Linked DNA regions of Gossypium hirsutum: region 2 is linked to region 1. Evidence: chromatin contacts called from public Hi-C data. All regions are on one chromosome and are shown on one strand. The core of a region is the stretch at or near the end of the contact, and the rest is flanking DNA. Distances in the headings are between cores, read along the strand shown.

Region 1 (4,647 bases), core at 1,836-4,335:
TCTGCATGGAACAAATGCGCTTTGCGCCTTATCAATGCATTTATCAAGAATTTGTTGGAGCCTATTAGCAATTGTCTTAGCGATAATATTGTACATAACTGTGCATAGACTAATAGGTTGGAAATTCTTGAGATTGGTAAGATTTGCTACTTTCGGTATAAGTTCAATATTTGTTATATTAATACCATCAATCGGCTCTCTCTCATTTAAAATCTTGAGACAAAAATCACCAACTTTTTTTCTAGTAATATTCCAAAATCTTTGGAAAATAAAGCTGAAAAGCCATCACATCCAGCTGCTTTTGTTGGTCCCATACTTTGAAGTGCTGAAAAAACTTCATCACTAGTAAAAGCTTTACTTAGCATATCATCCATAGAATCTGAGATGTGTGTACCTATTCTTGAAAAAATGTATTCAAGATTACCAACACCTCCGGAAGAGAATAGATTTTCAAAATATGGTTTAGTCACCTCGTCCATTGCTCTTCTATTAGAAACTAACTGACCATGTTCATTCTTCAGTTCTTCAATTCTGTTTCCTCTTCTTCTATGGGAAGCAAAATTGTGAAAAAAATTTGTATTCCTGTCTCCTTCTTTCAACCAATTCAGCCTAGCTTGTTGCTCCAAATATTTCTCTTCTTTATCAATTTCCAAATTTAAATGGATTTTAGCTTCGATTAAGTCAGCCAAGTTGTTAGCCGTTCTTTCTATTCCATCAAAGTATTCAATACGGCCTAATAGGTTTTCTGTCAAGCCTCTCCTTGACTTCCTGATTCCCATAGCCCACCTTTGCAATCCTTTGCCAACCAATGTTAATTTCTCCATTACTCCATTAGACAGTGTCCAAAGTTTTTTTACTTCCATCTCACGCGAATCTTCCATAAACCACCATGCTTCAAATATGAATTTTACCATTCTCTTAAACATCTCTTCAATTTTTGTTTGTAAAAAGAAAAGACAATGGTCCGAGAAAGAATGAGGCAAATGTTGCATTTTAAATTTAGGGATTAATTCTAACCAATTTTTGTTTGCAACTCCTCTGTCCAGTCGTTCTTTTATGTTTGTTGTTGAAAGATTACCATGTTCCCATGTAAACTATTTTCCAGCATAGCCCACGTCTTCCAGACGACAATCATTAAGAACTTGACAAAATTTTTCCATTCGGCCTTCATCCTTTGGTAAGCCCCCTTCCTTTTCAAAAGCATATAAAATCTCATTGAAGTCGCCACAAACTAACCAATTTGACTCATGTTCTCTCCCTAATCTCCTTAGAATATCCCAACCCTCGTTTCTTCCACAAGCCTCCGATGTATCATAGAAGGCGATCAATCTCCAATTTACCCTAATTTCATTGTCCTCAATATTGACATCAATATGATGTTTGGAAAAGATTCTTAAATTGATTGTTACATCACTTTTCCAACCAAGACTTAACCCTCATCTCATTTCCACTATCGGAACATCAATACTATAAGTAAATCCACACCATTGTCGAACACTTTCCATTCGGGAATTATTTAACTGTCTCCATAAAGAAGACAATTTGAGGATTATATGTTTTCAGCATATGTTGAAGTCTTCTAACGCCATGTGGACTCCTTAATCCATAGACTTTCCAACTTAAAATTTTCATTGTGTCCAGCCGGCTTGCCCATTGGTAGCCGCCAATTTCTGATTTTTATAATGGGTTTCTCTTCGTTCCCCTTGACCATCCACAACTATATGACTTCCTGACCTAAGCCTCTTTTTTCTTTCCTCGTTCTCTAATGGAATCTATTACATATCCTCTATCATATCTTCCATCTGTCCATCACTTTTACCTTTAGCGCTAAAACCCAGTTCTTGACTCAAATTAATAATTTTACAATCATCTTTCTTACCAATCCCCCTCCCAAAATTATTTCCTATATTATCTTCCCGTAACCAGGCGCTTCGAGTAATACTCGTCCTCCTAGGTTGAGCCCTAAGTGTAGTATCCCATCTAAATTCCACTTCTCTTAATCTTATGTCAATCCTTTTTTGACAAAATTTGTCTACATGTCCCAAACATCCACAAAGAAAGCAAAACAAAGACAATTTTTCATAACGAAATTTTACTAAAACCAGATCTGAATGAGGGATCAAAATCTTCTTTTTCCTCGAGTGGATTTCTAATATCAATCTGAACTCTAATTCGCATATAGTTTCTAAAGCCTTGATTAAGCTGTTCGGTGTCATGTTTCAAAAATTTGCCAATAAAATTTCCCAATAATTTTGCCACATTATCAGTAAAAAAAACCCGGTGGAAGATTATGAATTTGTACCCAAAAATCAGAAAAAACTAATGGAACAGAACTCGGATCCTCACCATTTTTTAATTTATAAAGGATAAAGAAATGATTATTAAAAGTCCAAGGTGTTCCACTTATTACCTGTTCCAAATCAACCTCATAGAAAAATCTGAATAAATACATTTTTTCTCCAAGTTCAGAGATTTGAATTCCCCCAACGGGTGCCATAAATTAGCCATCTTATTTTTCATGGCCAAAAAATTAACCTCAGTTGCTGTGAGGGCACATCCAGCTAAGCATAAATCATATATTGATTGTTGAGGTCCTTCCTCTGCTGCAAATTGAAGCCCTTCGTCTTCGTCGTCTTCTTCATCCAGACTCAAATTTGCCAAATCAATATCCACTAATGCCATCTTCAATCCTGTGCACTATTTTCCAATGAAAAAAAAAGAGAACTTGAAATTTATTGTCGACAGAAATTGCTAATCACCTAATCGAAATCTCACATTCAAAACCCTAGACTTTGCTAGCCAAGACCGTGCCACTCATCGGACAGACTTAAAAAAACAAACAAACAAATCTTTAAAGCTAAAAAATAAAAAGTTTAACTCTTTAAAAATAAAAAATGAATTAAAATATATTTTAACTTTTATAATTTTACAGAAAATGATACTAATTATTTCAACATAGATGGTACGGACAGTTTGAATCGACATATTAAATTTGATGAGGTATTTTTTAGGCAGAGTACAAACCAGTCAGTTTTCTATACTTCATGCTTCCAACCACTGGGGACCACACAGATTCCTCCGCAACCAATACATCATTCGCATTAATCCAGTCCAAGATGTTATTTTACATGAGAAAAACACTTACCAATTCCTCTATAGATTATTACCTTCAAAATCAACACTCCTAGCTCAATCATAAACTTGGGAGTTTGAACATTTTGATATCTTATGCACAAGTCTGAATTTATGAGCTCTTTCACAAATTTAATAATTATTTAAAATATTACTCTTAAATAAATTTAGATAAATAGTTGTTCAAGTTCATTTGAACTTAGACAGTCATGTATCTTTGTTCATTGTAGATATTGTTTTTAATAATATTTAATAATTTTTATTGTTTTAAAATAATTTTTTATGTCCAAATTTATTTTGGGCTTGAGTTTTTAAATAATTATTTTATTTAGTAATTTTTAAAATATTTGTCGATGTGGCAAATATAGTACACCATATGTCATTGTCGGGTTGTTTTGTCAATCATATATTACTTAATCACAAAAATAGGTAGAATTTTTAACTGAATCACCAATTTTCTCTTTAATCTAAAATATAATTATTAATTTATATATTTTTTTTAAAAAAAATATAAAATACAATCTAACTCTTAATATAGAGACTTTTATTATACTTAATTTTCTCTCATAATTATCAAATTCATTTAGATTTATCTACTCCAATCCATAGTTTTACTTGTGCATCACTCGAAAAAGGAAAGTTTAAAAGGTTATTTGTACTTTAATTCATTAAAGCGACAATCCAAAAAGAAAATAAATAAAGTAAACCTTCAAGTCTGATAATATTGCACTGATACATAGCCGCTGGGACTAAAATTTAGAGACGGAAACCTATACCAAATGATGTTTTACTGGAAAGTGATTTTGGTGGGAGATGTTTAAGGTTTCCGAGTTGATTCTATAATATAATATTTAATGTATTATCGAATTTTAGACATCATAAATAAATAAATAATAATATAATATATCATCATTTAAAAAAAATAAAAATGAGTGAAAAGTTTATAAATAAATAATAATAATTTAAATATAATTAAATATTGTAAATAAATATTAATAATTATCGAGGTTTTAAGGTGTAAATATTTTTTTATCATTAATTAATACTTAATTATGTTTAAATAAAATTGTTAGGAACTCTTATATTGTTTTCATTTAATGATGATATGTCATTTTTTCAGTAGAAATATATTATATTATTATGCATTGACGGTGCATAAGACTTAAATATTATTCTCATAGTTATTTAAGTTGAGTCCAAGAAATATGGGTTTAAATCTTTTCCTAGCTTGTCCATATATGTACTAATAGTTAACTCAAACTCATTAGAACAATCCACATTATTATTTTAAAATTTTTTAATAAAACTATTTAATAATTATAATGTATTTTTTTTCTTATTTGATTTATACTATTACATATTTAGTTTTTATATAATTTAAATTACATAAAATTAAAAAACAACTCTAGCGGCCACTGGACCTTAAATATTAATATCCAATCCTGATTTATCTTAAAACATATTGTTTAAGTTATGTTTTTTAGCTGCAAGCCTTTGAGTTTTGATAAGTAAACC
Region 2 (4,645 bases), core at 959-3,458, 190 kb after region 1:
AAGCGATGGTGGTTTCCTACTTTCCCTTCACGCCCTAGAGGCTGGGTTTCACATACCCCTTCACCCATTTTTCTGTGGCCTCCTGCATGAATATAGGATTACTCTTGGGCAACTCTGTGGGTTCTCCTAGTGGATTGCAGCGTCGTATTTTATCGATTGCCTTCACCAAAATGAAGCATCAGAGCTCGCCATTTTCTAAAGTCTATATATGTTGACAGCTCAGAATCGAAGGCATTGGCCAGGTTTCTATTACTTCTCTTATTGCAAGAAATGCGAGACAATAATTGTGAACCAGTGTTCTAACCTTCGGTTAAAATGGGAGAAGTATATCAGAGTTAGATATAAGGTTACAGACGGGTTTGGTTTTTCTATGGAGTGGTCCATGCCAAGCCAAGATATGTGTTTGTTTAAACGGACCATAGGGATAGGCTGTGGGAAAGTCAACTAGAAAGGCTTCGCACAGGGAGTTCCTTGATCATCAAGGGCTTCGTCACTGTGAGGAATGTTTGTTTGTATTGCCTGAAGGGACGCAGTCCTAATAGGTATATGTTATGTAATAGCAGAGATGTCGCCGAAGCCTTTGGGACAATTTTTGAAAGTCGGTAATGGCCACATGGAATTTATGATAATATTAAAAGTGAAGACTTGGGCTAAACTTTAACCAGTCTTTAAGATGAGCCTGTGAACTACTTCTATAGTTACTGTAGGATAAAACCTCATCCATGAATAGTGGCCTCATCGCAAGTAGAAAGGGTTGTTCCCTTTAATTTGTTAACTGCTCCTACTAATGTTAGGATTGTTGTTGATGCACACATTGATTGTAGCTCTGGGAACAATTCGAATGAGACTAACAGTACTTATCTTGAAATCAACGAGGCCATGAACATTGATTCTTTGATAAGAGACGCACGTAAGAAGCGCAAGACTATCGCAAGGGCTGTGAATGTTGCTTCTACCACTACAGCAAAACAAGTTTTTAACGATGTTTTTAACGGCGTTTTTAGCGACGCTTGGACAAAAAACGCCGCTATAGATTGAGTATTAGTGATGCTTTCTAAAAAACGCTGCTATAGGTCGACCATTAGCGGCGCTTTTTGAAAAACGCCGCTATAGATCGAGCACTAGCGGTGCTTTTTCAAAAACACTGCTATAGATCGAGCTTTAGCGGTGCTTTGTAAAAAAAGCCGCAAAAACATTTTATTTGTCTATTTATTATTTAAATGATTTATTTATATTAATTAAAATACAATTTATTTTTAATTGAATATTTAAATTCTTCAAAAAAAATGACACGTACAAAAATTTAAAAGTAAAAAAATAGAAAAATATATGTTAAAAATGAAAAAAAATTAAAATACTATTATTTAAAATAATTTTAAAGTTTTTTGGGTATATGACTGATTGTTTGTCAATTTATATATTAAATAAATTCTTATGTAATAGTAAAAGAGATAATATTAATTTTAAAATATTAAAGTAATTATCATTATAGTTTAGGGTTTAGGGTTTAAGGTTTAAAAGTTACTATTTTAATGTTTATAGATTATGAGTTTAGGGATTATGGTTTATAATTTATAGTTTAAGGGTTAGGGTCTAGGTTTAGGGGTTAGTAGTTAGGAGTTAGGGGTTAAGGGTTATGGGTTTAAGGGTTTAGGGTTATATTTTATCGTTTAGGGGGATAAAAGATAGAGGTTAAGGGTTTAGGGTTTAGATGAATTAGTGTGAAAAATATATGTTAAAAATTTAATATACTATTATTTAAAATAATTTTAAAGGTTTTGTGGGTAAATGACTGATTATTTTTTAATTTATATATTAAATAATTTCAAATTTTAAAGATTTCAAATTTTATCTAATTCTTTTAAATATTAGTTAAATTTTAAAAATATATTTATTTAAATGAAAAAATTTAAAATAATATTATTTAAAATGACTTTAAAATTTTTTGAGTACATGACTGATTGTTTTTTAATTTATATTGCTTTTAATTTTTATATTAAATAATTTTAAATTTTAAAGGCATTAGCGGCTTTTTTTCATAAACGCCGCAAAAGGTACAAAACTTATTTTGTTGTAATCGAAACGGCGCCATTTTATTGACTTTTTAGTGACGGTTTTGGTAAAACGACGCAATAGGTCGGGCTTTAGCGGGGCTAGAAAAACACGCTGCAAAAGTTTTTTTTTTAGACAAAACGACTTAGTTTTGCTGTCCTCAATTTTATCCCGACCTATATACCCGAAAAACCTAAGTTTTTTCCCTAAAAATTTTCCCCCAAAACCCTAAATTTTCCCCAAATCAAAATCCCAACCCATCTCTGCATCACCGGACCCGACCATCTGCTGCGTCGCCGTCGCACACCTCTACCGCAACCAATCGGTAAGCAAGACATAGCAAGATTAACCCAAAACCCTCACTTAGCTCTTTTTGCCATCTTCTTCTCGGTTCTCATTTGCCTCTTTTGGCGGAACATCCTATTGTTTCGAGGGGTTCCTAATCCTATTTTTTAAAATAAAAAAAATCTTTTCCTTCTCTTTAATTTACTTTGATTGATATAATCATCTGGAAAAAGTGTTCATATACCCTCATGCTGGACCATATGCATATGCATGAGCTTCCAATAATGGAAAATTCTCTTCCTAGAAATTCCTTAATTGGTGCTTTGCATTTGCAAAAATTACAGGCTCGACTACCTGAAGCACGGGTTATTTATTGCTCTGCAACTGGGGCATCTAAACCACACAATATAGGGTATATGATCAGGCTTGGTCTTTAGGGAGCTGGGTTTCCCTGATTTCCAGAGTTTTTTAGGTTTAATCTTTATGCCCTCTAGTGACAGTTTTTTTCGTTCCATATTCCATTTTTTTATACCTTGTCATATTCCAGTCAAATATTTTGTACAACCAATAAAATTAGTACAATTAATTAAGGTTATGGTTTGTCAGCAATGGGAAAAAAGGAATAAAATTAAGGGTTATGGTGAGGAAGAATGTACAGTGATAACTAGATTGTTTTTTGCTCACATTACATTTAGGTTATCTGTTGACTGGGAATTAATTTATTCTGTTTTCATGATATTTCATCTGTAGTTTTCAAAATACTTATAACCCCTCCCCCCCCAAACAAAATCAGAATTAGATATTCATGATTCTTTACATTTTAAGTGAATCTGTTGATTTTAAACCTCGAGGGTATGTCAATATTAAACTACTGAACCTTAGCACATCAAATACTTTCGGTTGGAAACTCTACTCACCACCTGCCAATGATATTATGCAATATCAAGTAGCATCATTTAGCAAAAGAAATTATGGATTTTAACTGAACTATGCAAATGCCTGATGATTCTTGTGCTACTGTGTCTTTAGACTTGGTAAATTGATTCTTTATATTTGAATCAATTATCCCTGTGTTTTTTATTATGTCTGAATTGATTTTAGTTTGTCTTTGGCATTATTTTCTGTGTGAGGAAGCATGATGATTCATCGACCATTTACAGGATTGTCTGGCAGTGAAAATTGTCTTATATTGGTTAGAAACTTTTAGATGTTGTATTATTGGCTATTAGAATTTTGTATGAATGGTGGTCTTCAAATCCTTACTTTTATAGGTGGTTTTGTTGTCTAAGATGTTATTTTTTTCTATTGCTGTTTTTTCATCTCGGTTTTGCATTTGTAGTCCATAGATAGAAATTGGTTATGAATGTATTTAGCTGATTCTTTTTTTGCTGCTGAAAACAAAGATGTGAATCAAGAAAAAGTACAGATGTTTTATTCCATATATACTTGTTAAGAAGGGGTTTTCTTTATTTACAGCCAGAAAATTAATTCATTAATACTTTGAAAAATTTTGCTTATTACTGCATTGAAATTTGTTTTTAGTGCAAATTAAAGTTTTTTTTTTAAAGCATGTTTGTTGTTCAAAAATGTGAATTTGTGCACCATTGAATTATTGTCTTAAAATTGACATTTTATTAATTTTATTTAGCTATATTCTTTTTCAAATTCCCTGTTTTCTATTTTCATTCTTTCAGTACACATTAGCTTCTCTCTCTCTCTCCATAATTTTTTAAAAATCCCTTTTAAGTATCTCCTACAAAGTGCTAAATCTACAGCAATATCTCTCAGTTTCCCTAGTTGTCTTTTCAAGTTTTAGATTTTTTGTTTCTATAATCGGATTTGTTTTTTACTTGAATTCATTATTCTAGAATTGCTATCTAGTATTTTATTTTCCCTGGGAAAGTTTGAAAATGCAATGCAAGATCAGATTTAAATAGCTGAGAGGACAGACGTGACTTTGAATGGAAGACGAAAGTGTAAAATATATGGCAAAAGATATCATGAACATATTTAGACTAAGTTGATGTTTCTAAATTATTGTTTGTCATTTTCATTCTTAATATTATATGACTCTGGTTTTTTTCTTCAGTGAGAAGGGGGCATTTTAGTTAATATAAAAAAGAAAGTCAGGAGGGAAAAGTGAACATTTAGAACCAACCAGGTGGTTAGTGTCTTTTAGGGTTCTTGAGAAGGGCGTTTCTGGTTTTCACCCTTAATTTTGTTGATCAATGTCATAGCTGTATGATACATGATGTTGAAGTCAAAAGTCCATGTAACATTGCTAAACATTGAATTTTAAGCACTAGAA

Evidence for each region. A called contact is a pair of places that touch in the nucleus more often than the background predicts.
Region 2: a contact with region 1 is called in a Hi-C map of leaf, with 2.6 times the contacts expected there. The contact joins the promoter of LOC107892854 here to the enhancer-like site in region 1. A contact is called at or near these places in 5 of 34 Hi-C or Micro-C datasets (callus, cotyledon, fibers and 1 more).

Annotation. Positions count from the first base shown.
Region 1 is chrA07:29,559,071-29,563,717 of Gossypium_hirsutum_v2.1, forward strand. All of the region lies in intron 3 of LOC107952995 (a long non-coding RNA gene), which reads left to right. Among protein-coding and RNA genes, the nearest start is that of LOC107952995, 5.1 kb to the left of the region's middle. Within about 2 kb of position 3,086, at least 1 of the 9 cell types and tissues checked has an H3K27ac peak or open chromatin away from gene starts, as enhancers often do. A contact at or near this core is called in leaf, where this site is marked.
Region 2 is chrA07:29,745,223-29,749,867 of Gossypium_hirsutum_v2.1, forward strand. LOC107892854 (peroxisome biogenesis protein 5) reads left to right here and starts at 2,209. Exons shown (of 5, transcript XM_016817909.2): 1 at 2,209-2,377.